Linked DNA regions of Mus musculus: region 2 is linked to region 1. Evidence: chromatin contacts called from public HiChIP or PLAC-seq data. All regions are on one chromosome and are shown on one strand. Each heading gives the region's core, a stretch centred on a gene start, on an enhancer-like site or on the middle of the called end of the contact. The rest is flanking DNA. Distances are from core to core; before and after follow the strand shown.

Region 1 (3,839 bases), core at 1,150-3,649:
TGAAATATGGGCTGGGGAGATGGCTCAGTTGTAAAGTCCTTACCCCAAAAGCATGAAGACATGAATGAGTTCAGACCCTTGGCACCCACATAAAAAAGATGGATGCAGCAGTACCAATCTGCATCCCAGTGCTGGGGAGGAGGAGACAGCAGATCCCCGGAGCTCACGAGCCAGCCATCCTCACCGCATCCACCAACTCAATAAACAAGGCGGAGTTCCAGTGTTAACCTCTGGCCTGCCCACCCACCTCTACCATACACACACACACATGCACACATACCACACATATATACATATTCATACACACATGTTCACATACACCAATAAAAAATTATTTAAACACTGGTATACCTTGGATAAACCTTGGAAGAATTATACAAAACAAAAAGTGTCAGACCCAAAGAGAAGCATATTGTCTAAATCCATTTACATTAAATATCGACATAGGCAAATGAACAGAGAAGACGAGTAAGAAGTAACTGACAACTGGATGAGAGTTGCTTTGAAAGTATCAAATACCTGGGATTTAATAGTCCCTATCCCATAAGATGTTGTCAACATGCTAGAAGCTATGAAATGGCACGCTTTAAAACAGTAAACTTTATATATTATATCCTAGTTTAAAATTGTAAATAGTAAAACTTTAAAAATTAAATACTGGTGTTATTCCTGCACACATGAATACTAAATCTAAAAGCCACTGTATACTCTAAATGAGTAAACTCCATAGTACATAAATTATATCAATAACTCCATCTTGAAGTAAAGAGATAAGACCCCTTCGTCCACAATGTGCTCCTGAAAACTATAAAATAGCGTCAGGACAGGCATGCTATAAGGGAGCTTGACCAACAACTGGAGCTCACGTCTCCTTCGACACGTCCATCTATCAGATCTCAAACTGATGGCTCTTCCATCCCAAACATTCATTTTCAAACTGTCACTAACTGAACCACAACTGTCAACCTAGCATTCTCTTAATTCTCAATATAACTTGTTTTAATCCAAGTAGTAATTAATTCTGTTCAAAGTATCGAAGTGGGCACAAGCCTACAATTTCTTCTGGGCTCTATGCAAAAATATTTGCAAAACAAAAACTCCAGCAATATCTCAATGTTTCCCTCTGTTTTAAACAATGAGCTATATAATATGATGCAAATGCATCACAGAGGGTCTGTTTTGTAGATTTGGTTTCTGGGTTTGTTTTTGTTAAGGAGCAGATGTATCTGGTCACTCATTTACATAAGTCATTATCCAAGTCTATATGACCACAAATGTTTGGATGTTCTTGAAACCACTAAGAACTGAGGGTTGTAAGATGCCCTCGAGCTCAGAAAAACTCTCTTCCTGGTAACAGGGCAACTGCATCTGTAGGAACTGACTTGCTTTCTAGACAGTGGCTCACAGCCATCTTAATGCTAATGAGTTGCATATGGATTACAAGAGAACTCTAGCTCAACATTTTCAAGGGCTCCCAACTAAAGCACTGGAGAGAGCCATCCAAAAAGATGCAACCTTCACCAATAAGGATGACCCATCCCTTGATACTGCATCAGTCTCCTGAGACTGGGTCAACTTTCCTGGCCAGAGGGTCTTGGCACACCCTCTTAACAACAATATCAAGTTAAAACCTCTTATCTGGGCACTTGATTCCATTTAGAAGCTGACTTAGCCAATTTTAATATTCAACACACCCTGCCTACCTTTCTGACGCTTTACAATCCTTCTCACGGGCTTGTTAGTCTTTTTCTGTAACTCACTGGGCTTTCATCAAGTGCTTTGTTATCTTCACAGCTAATCAAATCACTACCAAAGGCCATGATCTAGGGTATGTTCTACTCATACAAGGACTAGACAGTGGAGCGTGTACATACAGCACTGGACAGGAACGAGACACCATCGTACGTGTTTAACCTGTAAGGTTCTTGTCAGCAGTAAATGTTTCCCTTAAGTCCCTGTCCATTACACAGCTGTGACACATAGTACATCCTAGGAAATATCTCAGGGATTGTACTGAGTAGTTGTTTTTAACAAATACTAAAATTAACATTTCTTAGAGTAGACATACCTACAGAAAATCAACTTCTTTTCCTCATAGATCCATTTAAATTAGTATTAGAGAGTGCGTCTCCATTCCTCTCTAAGCAAAAGTCAGTAGCTCAGAGGAGCTGAGGGCTCTGGAGTTGGAGCACGGATGGACGAAGCTGACCTGCCTGGCTCTCCGCCCTTAGCCAGAGCTTCACTGGACTCACGCCTTTCTTCTCCTGCCGCTGCACCACTGTCCTCTGGGAAACAGAGGCCTCATGGCTACTCTTGCCTCTCCTTTGACTGACATGACCACACTGGAGGGCCTTACATTCCAAACAGCACAGGCCTTGAGCCGTCCCCCAGGTCACACGGAGATCTGGTACTCTCACATCCCAGTCTGTGGTCTGGCTGGGCTCCTTGAATGAATATTCAGGCCCCAAGCTCCTTGCTTTTTGGCTCATTCCAAAGAAATCAAGAATGTTAATGGCTTCTAAAGATAAAAGCCCAACATGTGGAGACAATAAGACAGACTGCACAACTGTGGAATCAGTCTCCCTTCTGGAAGGATGACCTTGAGCTATTTGTGAAAGTGCGAGAAAAAGTTTAAGCAGCAAGTCTGCTTTTCCATTGTAAAGCTCACCCAAGAGGGACCTTCTCATAAAATGCAGTCCACCACGGAGATTACCTTTCAGGGACGGACATAAAGGCAGTCGGTAATAAATGCCATAGTGTTAAGATAAAGAGTTTGAAGCCTTATAAAAGAAGGCTTAAAGGGATCCAAAGTCTGGCCTTCTTTAAATCTGCCATCTTGTATACTGAGCTGTTTAACTGGTTCTTAAAATAGCTATCATCTTATTGCTAGGGAATTTAACTCTCTCTCTCTCTCTGAATGAATGAATGAATGATTATAATGCTTTCATTTTTGAGCATTTAGACACTACGTATTTTATATGTATTTTATTAGTTTGACAAAACAAAACATAAAACCTGAAGGTCAAAGGGGGAATAACCTCCCTAAGGAGACTTCCCCTATCAGACCCAGAAATACACTCCAGGCCAAAGACTGATTCCCAAAATCTTTCCAGTATTTTTCTTTCTACTCTTGCCTTCCTTCAGCAAGACAACTGCAACAAAATTAACTGTTGTAGCTTTTCGCTCTGGGGCAGGAAACAGCCCTATTCTATCGAGAACCTTCCTATAGTGTCAATTCAGAGTGGCAAGTATAGGAAGCACCGAGTGCTCTCTGGTGAACTTTGAAGCAACCAGAAACTGGACAACAAGGCTGCTGTTGTAAGAGGAGTGCACAGCGCTTACACCCTCAGAACCATGCTTGCAAACACTATCCCCTACATCCGAGACTGACGAAGTCAGCATGTGGACCGTGTATTAACTGCACCCTGCAGACAGCTGCAGGCTGAGAGTGAATGAAGAACTTCCCTCTCACACTGCTCTGATGAATGCATATCTGACAGACAGTGTGAAGTCTTTTCAGTAAGAGCCTGGACTGTGGTCTTAAAGGAGGAAACAGAGCAACAGTAGACGGCCTCAGTCACAGAGCTTCCCAATCTTAACTATGCCGTCATGCTTTAAAGTTCTACTGCAAACAGATTAGTGTGGCTACTACTCTAAGGAGCACATTAGAACGCTGGGAATTCAGTGCAGATCCTAAAAAGAAATCATCTCACTCGCCTCAGGTCACAGGGCCTAACTGGAAAGGCCCGAGTCAAGGACGAGAACACTGCAAAAGCTATTGCGCCCCCCACCTGTGCAGGCAGCAAGCCTGGGAAGGAGGAGGGGCCAGCTGATGCGCT
Region 2 (4,318 bases), core at 1,661-4,160, 320 kb before region 1:
CCTAACTGTGACTCTTGGATAAATGACTCATCTGTGGGCCAGGTAGAACACCTCATGATGCTGTGCTGTTGAGTAGAATAAAGGGACCTTATGCAGAGATGGAGCCCTGCTATACAGTGGGGACTTCTAGTCACCTCAATCCCTGGGTTGTTCCCCAGGGTGATGGGCATCATGGGACTTTGAGATAGGATCAATGGCTTCTCATTCTGGTTTCAGGCAAAAGCTTGTGTATTTGCTGAGAACCTTGGGGTCAGCCAAGGTTCCGGAAAGGGGGCTGGAGGCCACTTACCCAGGACCGTGAGCAACCTAGGTTGTAAGCCCAGCTCTGCTGCTAGCTTGCCTGGCTGACCTTGGCAAAGTAATCTGTCTCAGAGATCATAAAACTAAACGGTTGGGCTGTGGCCTCAGATGCCTTCTGCTGGCAGGTGTTACCTCCTATAAAACAAAGTATACCTACCTCTATTCTTTCCCCTGCACAGTTTGGGAAAGCATTCAGGGTCTCTAGCTATCGGCACTAGGTTAGATTTCTATCAGCTACGAGGCCAGCAAGAACCTCTGCACCAGGCCCAACCCACCACCTTATTTACCCAGCTTCTGGTTGTGTTTGTGAAAGGGACAGAGATGAGACCTGAGGACCCGGAGGGTGTGCATGTGCGTGCATATACACGTGGACACACGTTCCTGGGCAGGGTTGGGTGAGCGGAGGTGAACAGACCACATCTGTAGTCAGGAGCAAGACTGGATCCCCCTCTGGTTAAGGTTGGGTTGGCCTGCTGGGTGGCCTGGTTTTTCAAAGCCACCCCAGACTACTGAATGGACCTTGTTTGAAAAGAGAGTGGGGGGAAGGAGAGGTTGTTGGTACCTTCTCAGCTTTACAAACACAAACAGAACCATTGCTCACCATCTCTTTGGGCGTGGTTGGGTCTGTTCTGACATCGTGTCCTCAATAGCTCCTGTCCACTTGGGAGGTTTTTGCTTGTTAGAGTTTATGAGCATAGGAGGGACCAGAAAGGGGCTAAGAGAAGATGCCTTCCGAGATGCCTCCAGGAGCCTGAATTTCTCATGTCCCATCACCTGTCTCAGAAGCCTCTGACTCACTGAAGAGGTTAATTCTTGCATCCTCTCTACACCTCTGAAGAATTTTCCAACCTCTGAAAGGAAGGCTCCAATCCTGGCTGAGCGGTGGGTCCTGGTGTGATATTCCTTTCCTCTGGAATTTTAACATAAAGATGAAGGGGGGGGGGTGCCCATGGTGGCACAACTCCTTAAATCCCAGTACAGAAGAGGCAAAGACCAGTTTCTTAGTCTAGCCAGGCCAGCCAAGGCTACCTAGAGAGAGACCTTCCCCTTAAAAAAGGGACGGGAGGGGACCACGTGTCCCAAAGGGAGCTGAACCAGGAATGTTTCTTGGTTTCAGCCTCAGTTTACCAGTCAGATCTTGACAGCTTCAAACACACACACACACACCCCTTGAGTTTCTCTAATAGAAGATTGAAGTAATCACTACTAGCCCACGTGATAGGCATCGAATATGCTTATCTCCAATCAATATGCTTATCTCCAATCTCCTGGGCTGTTTTGAAACACCCGGAACACTTTCACATATTAGGGAGGTTTGGTGTGTGGCTGACATTCCAAGGCTCCTTCCTAGGGGCGAGGTGTGGGGTAGGTCAGACCTGAGCTGGAATCCAAGCCCCCAGGCTTAAAACCTCAGCGCCTGCCCTGAAGAGTTTGAATTTTAACAGCGTGTGACCAGTCTTTCAGGCTTTGGTGGTCAGAGTATCTCTACCTGCCTCTCCTTTCCTCCATCTCCCCATGCCCCCACCCCTAGCTGGATTAGACACACCCAGTTAGGGTTCCTGTCTAGTCCAGGGCGGGCTGGGCTGGGAGCTCTAAGCATAAAAGGTGTTCCTATGTTGTGTCTGTGGCTAGAAGCCCAGGTGATCTCATGCCCAGCCGCCGGTCTTGTTGGTCACTTCTGCTTGTGTGACCTTAGGAGAAATGAGTTGCCTTCCCGAGCTGTGGTTTCCACCCTCGCCAAAAGGGTCTGCGTCATCCCAAGTGCGTGCATGTTAAGGCCTGGCACACTGTAAGCCATGGAGGCCTTGCCATTGCAGATTTTGAACCCTAGGGAATTTGTAGCGAGGCGTTGGGGGTTGGACCATGCCGGCCGTCTAGGGCAGTTGGTACAACCACGGAGAAGCCTTCTTGCTGTGCTTGTGCTGCCAAGCCAAAGCCACAGGCACGGGCCCTGTGCGGGGGCTGGAATTCCAGTACCAGCAACCCCACAGCTCCCGATTCCGGAGTCGTGAAGTCATCTGTAAGCAGGACTTAACCCCTGCTGGCTCCCCACTCCCACGCGTACCAAGCACTCTGAATCGATTTCCCTGCCCTCTGGGGTGGGGGGAGAGAGGGATGCCTGCCTGACTTCCTCCCAGCTCCTTTCCCAGAATCTAGTTTCCTGAGCAAAGGGGGTGGACAGAGGGCACAGCCTCCTCTCCCCGGAAGCCTGTGGGAGAGAGAGGAGGAGGAAGAGTGGAGCAGGAAGCCTGATCCCTAAGCGCCTCTCCTGACCTCTCCTGCCACTCAATCTCACGCCTTAGGGGTAAACGGACATTCCTTCTCACTGTCTCCACCGTGTGTCTCTGTGGTTGGGTGAAGGACATCCTGGGGCTGGCAGACACAAGACCTGACCACTCTCTACCTAAGTTTTATATGGTGTTAGGGTAGTCACTACCTTGTTTCTGGTTTGAATTCTCTTTACAAAATTCTGTGAAAGAACAGGGCCTCCCTGGGTCTGACTGGCTAGTTCCTATTCTGAATTTCTAAGCAGGGCTTCATCCTTTGTACTCTTGGGGACTATTGGAGGGAAGGCCTGGAAATAGTAGACCAGTGACCCTTGCACCTGGTTGTTTACAAGAACGAGCCCGAGTCCAAAGACTAGGGGAAGGGCTGTGGGCACCCCAGTACACCCTAGGTCCCTAAGGAAGCTGGGATAGGAGACACGGGGTGTGTGTGGGAGGGGGCAAAAATAAGTGGCGATCGAGGAGGGGCTTTGTGGATAGTTTCCTTTTAAATGCTGTTTGGTGGGAATTGACCACAGGCTCTGGGGTGGCTAGCTGGGTCTCCTTGGGATGGGAGCTGAGTGATGTGGTCTGTGGGAGCAAGGATCTGTGTGCCCTGCCCCGAGCTGGCAGAAGACTAGACATTGAGAGAATTTGAGTCCGTGAATTCAGGAGTGCGCCTTTGAGTCACCACCCGGTCTGAGTTCTGTGGCTGTCTTGGGGTGTGAGTGAACCTGCCCAGCCTGTTTCAGCCCAGTCTGACTCAGTTGGGAACATGTTCCCAACAGGGCAGGCCCAGAGCCAGTAGCCTACTGCCTTCCATCTGGAAATCAGCTGCTGTCATAGGACCCCAGCCTGGGCCTGCCTGTGTCCATGGGAACCTCTGGCTCTGAAATCAGGTGGTCCTTCATGCAATTCTGCCTGCCAATTGCCACTTGTACCACTAGAAGAAAATGACTTAAGAGCCGTTTGTGCGGGGGGTGGGGTGGGTGGGCGAGTTGGGGGGGCTTAGTTGTAAAGTTAATTAACAACTGCTATTATAAGCAGCCTTAGAGATCATAGGTGGCTCAGTAAATACCTAGAAATATTAATAACTTGTTACCACTTATATTTTTACTAACCCAGAATGGTCAAGAGACTTGTATAGGGTTGCACAGTAGATGGGGCACAGGACCCAAAGCTTCTTTTCATCTGGTCCTATAATCCTGATTCACTTTGGGGCACTCTTGTCTCCGAGAGCCTCCGGAGGGAGGAGGAGGAAGATGGGCCTTTTGGGTCGATCCTGTTTGAAACCATCTCTCTTCTTAGATTCGAGAGACAGAGGTCATCGACCCCCAGGACCTCCTGGAAGGCAGATACTTCTCTGGAGCCCTCCCCGACGACGAAGATGCTGGCGGCTCGGATGACTTTGAGCTCTCGGGTTCTGGAGATCTGGGTATGGGGGTGTGCTTGGGAAGGCTGGGGGGCCCTGGGCTGCAGGGACTCCTGGCGGCAACAGTGGGAGAGGTGGATTTGAGTCGACATTTTCCTACAGTGCTCCCCCCACTCCCCCCCCCCACTTCAAAATGGGAAACAAAAGTAACATTTTCCCACCCCCAGGGTCTCTGGGGTGAGTTGTAAACAACTTTGAATTCATTCCACTTTGAGTTTGCAGGCACTAGCCTGAACCTGTCCACTAGGCTCCTCCCTCTGGTGGAGGGTAGAGGGAGCGTGGGGAAGGGCCCGGAGTGTGTTCCGCTCCCCCAACCCCCAAC

What was found. HiChIP or PLAC-seq counts read pairs in DNA pulled down with a chosen protein or histone mark.
Region 2: a contact with region 1 is called in an H3K4me3 HiChIP or PLAC-seq map of stem cell-derived neural progenitor cells, with 16 read pairs. The contact joins two enhancer-like sites. A contact is called at or near these places in 5 of 39 promoter capture datasets (the 3T3-L1 cell line, the C10 cell line, cranial neural crest and 2 more), 8 of 115 datasets of contacts at active chromatin or transcription factors (bone marrow-derived macrophages, craniofacial prominence, embryonic basal ganglia and 5 more) and 2 of 9 other capture datasets (adipose tissue and pancreatic islet).

What each region holds. Positions count from the first base shown.
Region 1 is chr2:164,107,316-164,111,154 of GRCm38.p6, reverse strand. All of the region lies in intron 9 of Stk4 (serine/threonine kinase 4), which reads right to left. Among named protein-coding and RNA genes, the nearest start is that of Stk4, 35 kb to the right of the region's middle. Within about 2 kb of position 2,399, at least 40 of the 459 cell types and tissues checked have an H3K27ac peak or open chromatin away from gene starts, as enhancers often do. A contact at or near this core is called in neural stem cells and stem cell-derived neural progenitor cells, where this site is marked.
Region 2 is chr2:164,430,868-164,435,185 of GRCm38.p6, reverse strand. It overlaps Sdc4 (syndecan 4), which reads left to right. Exons shown (of 5, transcript NM_011521.2): 2 at 3,873-3,999. Among named protein-coding and RNA genes, the nearest start is that of Sdc4, 10 kb to the left of the region's middle. Within about 2 kb of position 2,910, at least 178 of the 459 cell types and tissues checked have an H3K27ac peak or open chromatin away from gene starts, as enhancers often do. A contact at or near this core is called in neural stem cells and stem cell-derived neural progenitor cells, where this site is marked.